2 separate regions of the Sus scrofa genome follow, and region 1 is linked to region 2. The links are chromatin contacts, called in public HiChIP or PLAC-seq maps. All regions are on one chromosome and are shown on one strand. The core of a region is the stretch at or near the end of the contact, and the rest is flanking DNA. Distances in the headings are between cores, read along the strand shown.

Region 1 (4,372 bases), core at 1,022-3,521, 450 kb before region 2:
CAAGGAATTAAAATAAGGGTTTGTTTTTTTGTTTTTTGCGCCCCCACAGATCCCTAAGAGTGTGGTGGTAGTGGGGGGGGGGGGTTTCCATTCCGGAAGGCTGTTTGTTCCTTCAGGTGCTCTTTAAAATCCAGAATAGAAACTCTTTAACGTGTGCACGACCCACAGGACCAGCGGGGAACCGACCCACTGCAGGAGGCCACACGTACCATCCTCAGGAGTAGTGTAGCGAGCAAATTCTGGAAAGTAGTCCTCAATCTTCGATTTTCCAGCGAGGACTTTCTCAGCCAGCAGATCTTGCTTGTTGAGGAACAGAATCACAGAGATGGTGCGCAGCCATCTAACACGGAGGAGAGCGGGGTCAGCGCCCGGGAAGGGGGGCGCCCTCTCTGCAGGGGGCTGGGGTGCCTGCACAGGACTCCTTCCCCTGCACCATGCAGATCCAGGGCCTCGAGCTCCGTGGGGAGGACGCCGGGGGGTCACCGCACAAACCTGTTGTTCCAGATGCTCTTGAAGAGGTTCAGGGCCTCCTGCAGGCGGTTGGTCTGGTTGTCCTCCCGAATGACCATGTTGTAGCTGCTGCTGGCGACCACGAAAATGATGGCGGTCACATCTTCGGCACAAGAGAGAAAGAGGATGCAGTGTTAGGAGTGACCATGAGCCTGAACCATCGGGGGCGGGGGGAAATAGCCTTAAAGAGTGGAGAAGCCCAGGGCTTCCATACCATTGAAGCATTGGATCCATTTGCGGCGCTCGTCACGCTGGCCACCGACGTCAAACATGCTGCAGGAGAGAGAGGACGCCTGGTCACCACAAGGGCTACCATGGTCCACCATGCTCACTGCGGGGGGACCTCGAGAAACCTATTTTTCTTTCTAAAAAAAAGGAACCGTTTACTTACTGGAAGTTGACTTTGTCCACCTGGAACTTGGTCTCAAAGATTCCAGAAGTCAGGACGCGGCAGCGGAGCAGGTCCTAAAACAAAGTCTCAGATTAAGCGGTCTCACCAAAACCAACCCAAGTGTTAATCATTGCCAACCTGGAGCAAAAATGCTGACTGGCTTGGAAAGAAGACTCTGCATCCTCTGCCCTGTGAGAAGGGGTGCATACCTGGTCGCTGGGCACGTAGTCAGCCTGCTTGATGACGTCAATCTTGTCCAGGAAGCTGGGAGCAGAAGAAAGACACACGGGGGTGACCACACGTTCAGGCCAATTTGCCCACTATTCCTGCCCAGCCACAAGGTCCAGCTAAGCGAAAACGACCATCCCATGAAGTTCATTAGGGTCAAGCGGATGCCTTACAAAGGTTCGCGCAAATAGGATTTAAGATAAATCAGGACCCCTGGCCTACAGGTACAGCACAGGCCAGTTGGGGGGGGGGGATCTGATCTGGTTTTAATTTGAAAAGACTCGCTCTGTGCAAATCCATCCGCCCAGGGCCCCAAATCAGGCCTGACTGTGTGCCATTGGGTAATGCCTGAGTAAAACAGTACACCCTCAGATTGTTTGGCTTTGACTAAAACGGCAAGTCGTTTGAAAACTGTACACTTCCATGTCAGGGAGTTTTTGAAAAAATGAAGAAAAAAAAAAGGGCACGCTTAAAAGAAGCAAGGATTTTTTTCGCCCAAAGGACGAATGAAGATGAGATTGCTGGATTAACTCAGAAAGGGTATCTCTCCTTTTAGGAAGTGGCCCTCTCGGCCCGCACCGCACCGAACAGGAAACAGACACCAGTTCCCTTCCGTCCTGCTTGGTCCGTGAAGCAGACCAGCCCAGAGAGGAAGCTTTCAAAGCACCTCACCGCCATCCAGGTTTGGGGCCCCAGGCAGGCAGGGGGCGCGCACCGTGGCGGCGCGGGGTCTGGGGGTCTCAGGGGTGAGAAGGCTGTCTAGGGGTGAGAATGCTTCCTCCCTCCCAGAGTCGGGAGGCTCTTTGCTTGGGTTGCCCGACTGGACACACTGTTAGGAAAAATAACTTTTAAAAGACTGGACTGAGGTAATTACCATGGAAAGTTAATGTGGAAACCAGCTTTTGGGGGGGGGGGAAGGGGGGATGGGAGGTGTTGGAAAGTGAGCTAATCAGAGAAGAAAATCAAAGCGAGAAAAATTTAAAGAAATTCTATAAGGTGGTGCCCCCCCCCCTTTCCTTTTCACCAGTTTAAAGTGAGTCTGGCTTCGAGGATACACTAACTTGCCCAATCAGGCTTACATTACAGCACCAGGCCAGAAATAGCTCCCCAGCCGCCCTGGCCTCCAGCACGTTGCCATGGCAACCGAACCACAGGTCTATAAATAGCTCATCAGCACCAAATCTTGTGAGAGAGACATCTGGAGGGGGGCCAGCCAAAGCCCAGCTCAACAAATAAAAACAGGCACCTTAAGGAACGGGCACGTCCCCAGGACCTCGGCCGTAACCTAAAGGCAGTTACGCCAGAAACAGGCGGGCTACGAAGAAGGCAGGGCTGCTGGAGGCGGCTGGCCGGGGAAGGAGACATTTTAAAAGGGTCAAGCTCTGTTCTCTTTTTCTCGGAGTTTCCTTAAAACTTTCCATAAACTGTGCACATGCTGCCATTTGCAGATAAAGTTGCAGGCATGCGTGGATAGGGCTTTCGAAAAACTTTTAAAAAAAACTTTTGAAATGGTGTGCGATTTAAAAAAAAAAGAAAAAAAAAAAAAAGAAAGCTGGCTAAACTGAATTAATGAAGTTGTTACACCCCGCCCCGCCCCCCCAGGGCTCTTAAGAATGGGGTGGTCAAAGCTGCCTAATCCTGTACCTGTGCTTCTGACTTGGATCCAGAAAACAAAAGGCAAACAATTCCAGGATTTCCATGTGTTTTGTGTTACTATAATTAGCACTTCCAGCTTTAAGCTCAAACTTTTGAGAAAATCAGGGACTTTGTTGAAGAAGGGGTGGGGGTGGGGGTCACGGCGACCGGCCCAGATGGACTGTTTCTCTGTTCCTTGAAAAAATATACAAGTTTGCTTGCGTGTTAAGTCACAAAATAGCTGTAGGGGTGACAAGTGAAAAGCATCGAGTGCCCTTGCTGTGGGAAAGCAGGGCCGGTGAAGGGACGTGGACAGCTTTCGCAGACCCCAAGAGGAGCTCGGGTGCTGTGCAGATGACGGGGTTCTGGGGAGCTGGCTTTGTGTGGCCCCAAGTTCCTCAGGCGCGGGGCTCCTGGGTAATGCACGATTTTAGCTTTTGGCGAGCCAGCCTCGTCCCTGGGTCCTGATTACTGAACATTTTCCAAAGCAAATTGTTGGCGTTTCAGTTACTTACACGAGGGGCTGACACAGGATTATCGTATTGTCAGAAAAGACAGTCCAACTTGAGAGCACGTTGCCTGAGACCGCTTGGTACATGTGTGCGACACGAGCAAACAGAGGGTCTCTTTGAGATATTTTTCACGGCTCTGAAGGCCATGTGTCTACCGCACGATGCACAGGGTAAGACAGGTGGTCAAGCTGTCTTAAAGGCAGCCTCCCGGCTGGGCGTCATCAGGCCCACTGCAAGAGAGCCTTGAAGGGACAGGAGGACAGGGCAAGGACCCCTTGGCAGGGGAGGCCCCTTGAATGAGGAACAAGGACAAGAAATGGCATCCAACATGGTGCCCACGCGAGATGAACCCTGGCAGCTGCTGTGGTCCCTTACGGGCGGTGGGGAGGTTGGGGCGGGGGCAGCACATGTCTGTCCTCACCATTCCTCTTTGGCACGTTTTTCAGTTGCGGTAAATACAATACAAAATTGCCACATTATCCGAAGTGTGAGAGCTGTCCCACCTCTCTAAATGCTTGCAGGTCAACTCAATTAATTACTTTGAGCTAATTAACGACGACCATGGCTTTATGGCAGGTGATTATCACTTTGCTCTGCCAGGCATTAAGTGTTTATATAAAATAACGTAGCTGCACTAAAACGTGCCATGAAGGCCCCTAGAAGATAAATGCATCAGACTAGAACCTTCTCAAGGCAGGTGAGACTACCTGGCTGGCTGCTAAGAAAGTACCTTGGGGCGGTGGGAGTGGAGGTGTGGGGTGTGCCCCGCGGGGCTCGGGCGGGGAGGGCACTTACTACTGGGCGCAGTCGATGAGCTGGTACTCGTTGGAGCGCTCGTAGCAGGCGCGCACGCCCTCGTCCTCCCACAGAGCCTTGGCATGCTCGTAGAACTCCTGCAGGGAGGGCCAGGGAGAGGGGTTGGAGGGGGCTGCAGGGCGCCCGGGAGACCCACCCCAAGGGCCGGTCCCCATGTCCAGGCAGCTTTAGGCAGGAGCGTTCCTACAGGACGTCGGCGGGCTCAAGGGCCCCCCCGAGTCCAGAATTACTGCTCCCGGGTTGTCATCAGCCTGTGCGTCGGGGGCCTGGGGGGGAGAGG
Region 2 (4,534 bases), core at 601-3,100:
AGAGTGGGCATACAGGACTGAGAAAGGAGTTATTCCTTTTCTTTTTTTGGCCACACCCACGGCATGTAGGAGTTCCTGGGCCAGGGACCGAACCCACACCTCAGTTGCAACCTGTGCCACAGCTGTGGCAACACCAGATCCTTAACTTGCTGAAACACAAAGGAACTTTCCAGTTATTCTTTTTTTTTTTTTGGCTTTCTAGGGCCACACTCACAGCATATGGAGGTTCCCAGGCCAGGGGTCAAATTGGAGCTGCAGCTGCCGACCTACACCACAGCTCACGGCAATGCCAGCTCCTTCACCCAACTGAGCGAGGCCAGGGATGGAACCCGAGTCCTAATGGATACAAGTCAGGTTCATTACTGCTGAGCCACAAGGGAGGTCCCCCCAGTTATTCTTTTGAAAAAAGGCAGATAACACTCGGGTATTTGCTCAAGTGGACTAACTGCCAGGCACTGTGCTCAGCATCAGGCACGGAGAAAAAAAACAAGAACCAACCTTTCTTTGAAGGGCAAAGGCTACCAAGGCAGTCATTACAAACAAATACATAAGAATACAATAAGATAAAATAAAGAGACCCAAATGAACAGTCAAGTGTTTTCTGGACGGCTCTAGACGACGCCTCATGTTTCTTCTACCTCGGACATTCTGAGCAAGAGGAGAGGTCAGCTAGGCACCCAGTGCAAACTGTGATGCTCCCGTCCCCAAATTACCGAGAAGTTCTGAAAGAGTGTATCTGCAGATTCTCCAAGGAGTGATTCATGGCTTTCCTTCATCCAATTAGTAAAGCAGTGTCTGACTTTAAAAAGGTCAGAAAGCGCGGATTTAGATTTTCAGAGCAGTCCATCAGGATACGTTTATATGCCAACAAATCAATTCAAACAACAGAATGCGAATTCAAATAAGTCTCCGCAAGGACAAACCTTTGGTTTTTCAGCAAATCCCTGTTTTTACTCCTATGTGTGCTTCTATTTAGAACGGTCACACCAAACACTGAAAAGATGATTGAGGCAGGCTGGGTGCTCCCCTCTCTGGGGTTACTGGGGACGCAGAGAACCCATGCTCTTAGTTACGACTGGGAAAGCTAAAGAAACAAAACCTACAGGAGCCTGCATTCCGGCTGAAGACAAAGCAGTCAGTAAGGAAGGCGCACACAGAGGGAGACGGAGACGTAAACACAACATGTGAGTGAGACACAATGTGCAGAGCTTGAGGTGACGCAGAAAAAACTGGAACTGGATGAGAATATCCACGAATACCAAGGAAAGGTTTACAGAACAGAGAGCTTTTCAAGCAGAACAAGAGGGCTCACTAAAGACAGATCTGAGAGCCCGCGAGTACAAAGCCCTGCAGGTACTCAGAGAAACGCAAGCCCCAGTTTCTGCCCTCAAGGGGCTCTCCATCCTTCTCCTTCAGCTAAAATGAACTTCCCTGTTCGCAAGCCCAGAGCCGGAAGGCACACCGAGCGGCACTGCGTCCAAGCCTCTTCATGCAGCAGAAGAGGAGATCCAAGCTGGGTGGAGAGGCTGGCTGGGCCCCTCTCTGGGTGACAGCAAGGGGAGGAACAGAAGCCTCCTTTTGTAACACGAAGCACACGGGAGGCAGAGGCTGCGAGAACGAGGTACAGACGACACAGTTCGCCAAGGGCCAGGCCCAGTCTCTCTCGTTTCTGAAATGAGATGACTGCAATACCCACTGTCCACCTAGACATGAATTGCTGGACACGGCTTGAGACACTCAGGACTCTAAATTGCCTGGGTTGTTTTTAAAGGCTCAATGGTGCTCAGAGAAGGGGAGAGGAACGGAAAACGGAACCTAGGCGCCTCTCCTTTTCTTCCCTTTTTCTACTATATTATAAAGCCTGAGTGCTGTAACTAGAAGGTAAAGTAGCACCCAATTAGCCCGCGCTGTCTGCAGTGACAGGCCTGGAGGTGACAAAGGACCTGCAGTCGGTGGTGGAAAGGAAAGTACGGTGGTAATATTAGCACATCATTTTCAACACTAACAAGTGAATGACGCAATTAGAAATGATCAAGTTAGGACCGAAGTTCTTAGGGGAAAAAGAAAATTAGTAGAAAGGGGTTTTTTTTAATCAGTCATTCTAAGTGCCAGGACAACTGTGTCCTCCATGGAGGCAGTGACAAGGAAGCTATTACCAGATGACAATGACAACTAAGCACCTTTGCTCCTTTTCATGTCTTGCTTCTCTTTCAACCCTCTTCCTCAATTCCCACTGTCCGACTTCCAGTCCCCCTTTCATCTTCCTAAGAACATAATAAATAAGAAAACCACGGGCTTTCCCAGTGAGCCACAGTCTCGCCAAGCTTTCAGGAGGAGAAATGCAGCCGAAGCAGTGACCAGGAACATGGGCTTTGCCGTCGGACAGAGCTTGGCTCGAATCCCAGTCCCACCTCCAATCTGGGTTACGAACCTGAGGCTCATGGCTGGATCTACTCCCTAGTCCTGCTGGAAGAACAAACAGGCACGGAATCGAAAAATGCCCAGAGTTCCACCTTCCGCGTGAGATTCAACCCCGAGGGGAACTTAGTTTTTTCTAAGCTCCTAGTGAGGAACTGCCATTGTTCTCACCCCACCGCCCGGAGGCTGGGAAACAGAAGGGCCAGGACTCCTCTCCTGCCTCTAATCCACTACCTGGCCCACAGGAAGCTTCCAGGACGCAGTGACCAAACCAATCTTGAATCGCAGCCATGCTACATTCCGTCAGACAAGAAGGGGTGTCTGCCCGTGAAGAAGACCTCGAGGGATGAGTTGTGCAAAAGGAAGAAAGCCCAGATATTGCCAGATGGACGACCCCCTGCTCCACGCGCGATCACCTCCCCACGCTGACTCTCGGGCCTGGAGGCCAGTCTGGGGGAAGGACGACTCCCAAAGTGCGCTTCACGCAGAATAAAACAGCACTTTCTCACAGGCACTTTATCTTGCTCAACACTTAAGAAATCTCTAGTTAATATTAACTTACCTTTATTTGTTTCTCTGTCTTTGTTGCCCCACTTGTAAAGTTTACGGTGGCACCTATGAAGGTCATTTATTTCAGACATTTCTATCTAAACAAGTATTCTTTCAAACTTCTCTAAATTCCCACTTTACAAATCTGCAAAACTGTGAAATTCCTACCTCACACAAATTTCACCCTACCTTCCAAAGACTCAAGAGCAGATGTGCAAATTACTCGAAAGTTAATGTGTTCTATATATACAGAATCATTAAACACGAACAATGTGTGTTATAAAAAGTGAATATTCACAAGGTAAATCAAAGAATATTTTGGAGTCATCAGTATGAACTTTCTTAAAAGGATGGTAAGAAATCCCTCCTAAACATTCCACAAAGATTAATTCTTAGTTAATTAATGTTCTGAAGAAATTATCCTGACGGCTCCTAACACTTCCTTAATGGATAAAAATTCTCTGCCCTGGAGTCCCCACTGTGGTACAGTTGGTTAAGGATCGGCTGTGCAACAGCTGTGCCATAGGCTGAAGCTGTGGCTCAGATCAATGCCTGGCCTGGGATCTTCCATATGCTGTGGGTGTGGCCAAAACAGAAAACAAAAATTCTCTGACTCCCCACCCCCCCAAATGAGCTCCTTTATGAGTTCATTCCAGAGCCCCTGTGATACACCGGAAAGAAATGCCTTAGGTGCTGGACCGACCGGGGACAGTGGCCTCACCCAGGGCCGGGCTCCCTAACGGCGGAGTAACGCACATCACAGGGCTGTGCCACAGACTCCATAAGAAGATGAAGGATGTCAAGCATCTGTCGCGCCCCCAGACTTCACGGACGTGGTGAAAAGCAGGCAATTATCTCCCAGGGAGCGTCCTTCTTGCCTTCCCTTTCCGTCCCCCTCAGCTAGAAGGCGAATGCCAGCACCCCCTGGCCTCGGCTCTTAACGGCAGAGCCGGGCCCAGTGGGCCATCCACTCCTTCGCCCTCACCACCATGTCCTCTGCTCCCAGGCCCTCCGTCCGGCTCTCTGTTCCTCTCCCATCCCTGAGCACCCCCCAGCCTTTAAAGACAGCGCCAGGAAAACTCAAGAGTCCCAGTGGTTCCAAGCCACATCGCAAGCAATTTAAATCTAGTCCAGGGGTCCACTACACCGTCTTAAAGTATGATCCAAAAGAGACAACCGTCTCAATCCACCTCCCCCCCCGGAATATTTAAGACCCTAAGCCCCCTCCCAGACAGGCTACAGCCATATGATCCTACTGAAACACCAGGTGCGGAGGAATGGCTGCCACCTGCACCATGTGACCTGCCCCATGGGGACAGACACCCCCGACGGCAGAAGAGAAATACTAACCTACTAGTCAAAAATTGATAATAACCCTTCTGAAAGGATGAAGGAAAACCCTAGGAAGGTAGTTCTATACGGCTTTACAGTTTTGTGCCATTAATGCTAAAATATTATTAAGAGAAAATGCATCAAGATTTTTCCCAAGGGACTAGGCCATTTTCTCAATCCCCCCCCCCACCCTGTGCAAGGGAGGGAAAACCCAGAAGCACATCAAGGCATCATT

What was found. HiChIP or PLAC-seq counts read pairs in DNA pulled down with a chosen protein or histone mark.
Region 1: an H3K27ac HiChIP or PLAC-seq map of alveolar macrophages shows a contact between it and region 2. The contact joins two enhancer-like sites. A contact is called at or near these places in 1 of 5 promoter capture datasets (liver) and 1 of 2 datasets of contacts at active chromatin or transcription factors (alveolar macrophages).

The regions. Positions count from the first base shown.
Region 1 is chr17:59,047,735-59,052,106 of Sscrofa11.1, reverse strand. GNAS (GNAS complex locus) reads right to left here. Exons shown (of 13, transcript NM_001130215.2): 6 at 4,072-4,169; 7 at 1,111-1,165; 8 at 902-975; 9 at 725-783; 10 at 493-613; 11 at 210-340. All of the region lies in intron 2 of LOC110257458 (a long non-coding RNA gene), which reads left to right. Among named protein-coding and RNA genes, the nearest start is that of GNAS, 64 kb to the right of the region's middle. Within about 2 kb of position 2,271, at least 54 of the 83 cell types and tissues checked have an H3K27ac peak or open chromatin away from gene starts, as enhancers often do. A contact at or near this core is called in alveolar macrophages and liver, where this site is marked.
Region 2 is chr17:58,601,222-58,605,755 of Sscrofa11.1, reverse strand. The region is part of intron 1 of VAPB (VAMP associated protein B and C); the gene reads right to left. Among named protein-coding and RNA genes, the nearest start is that of VAPB, 8.7 kb to the right of the region's middle. Within about 2 kb of position 1,850, at least 17 of the 83 cell types and tissues checked have an H3K27ac peak or open chromatin away from gene starts, as enhancers often do. A contact at or near this core is called in alveolar macrophages and liver, where this site is marked.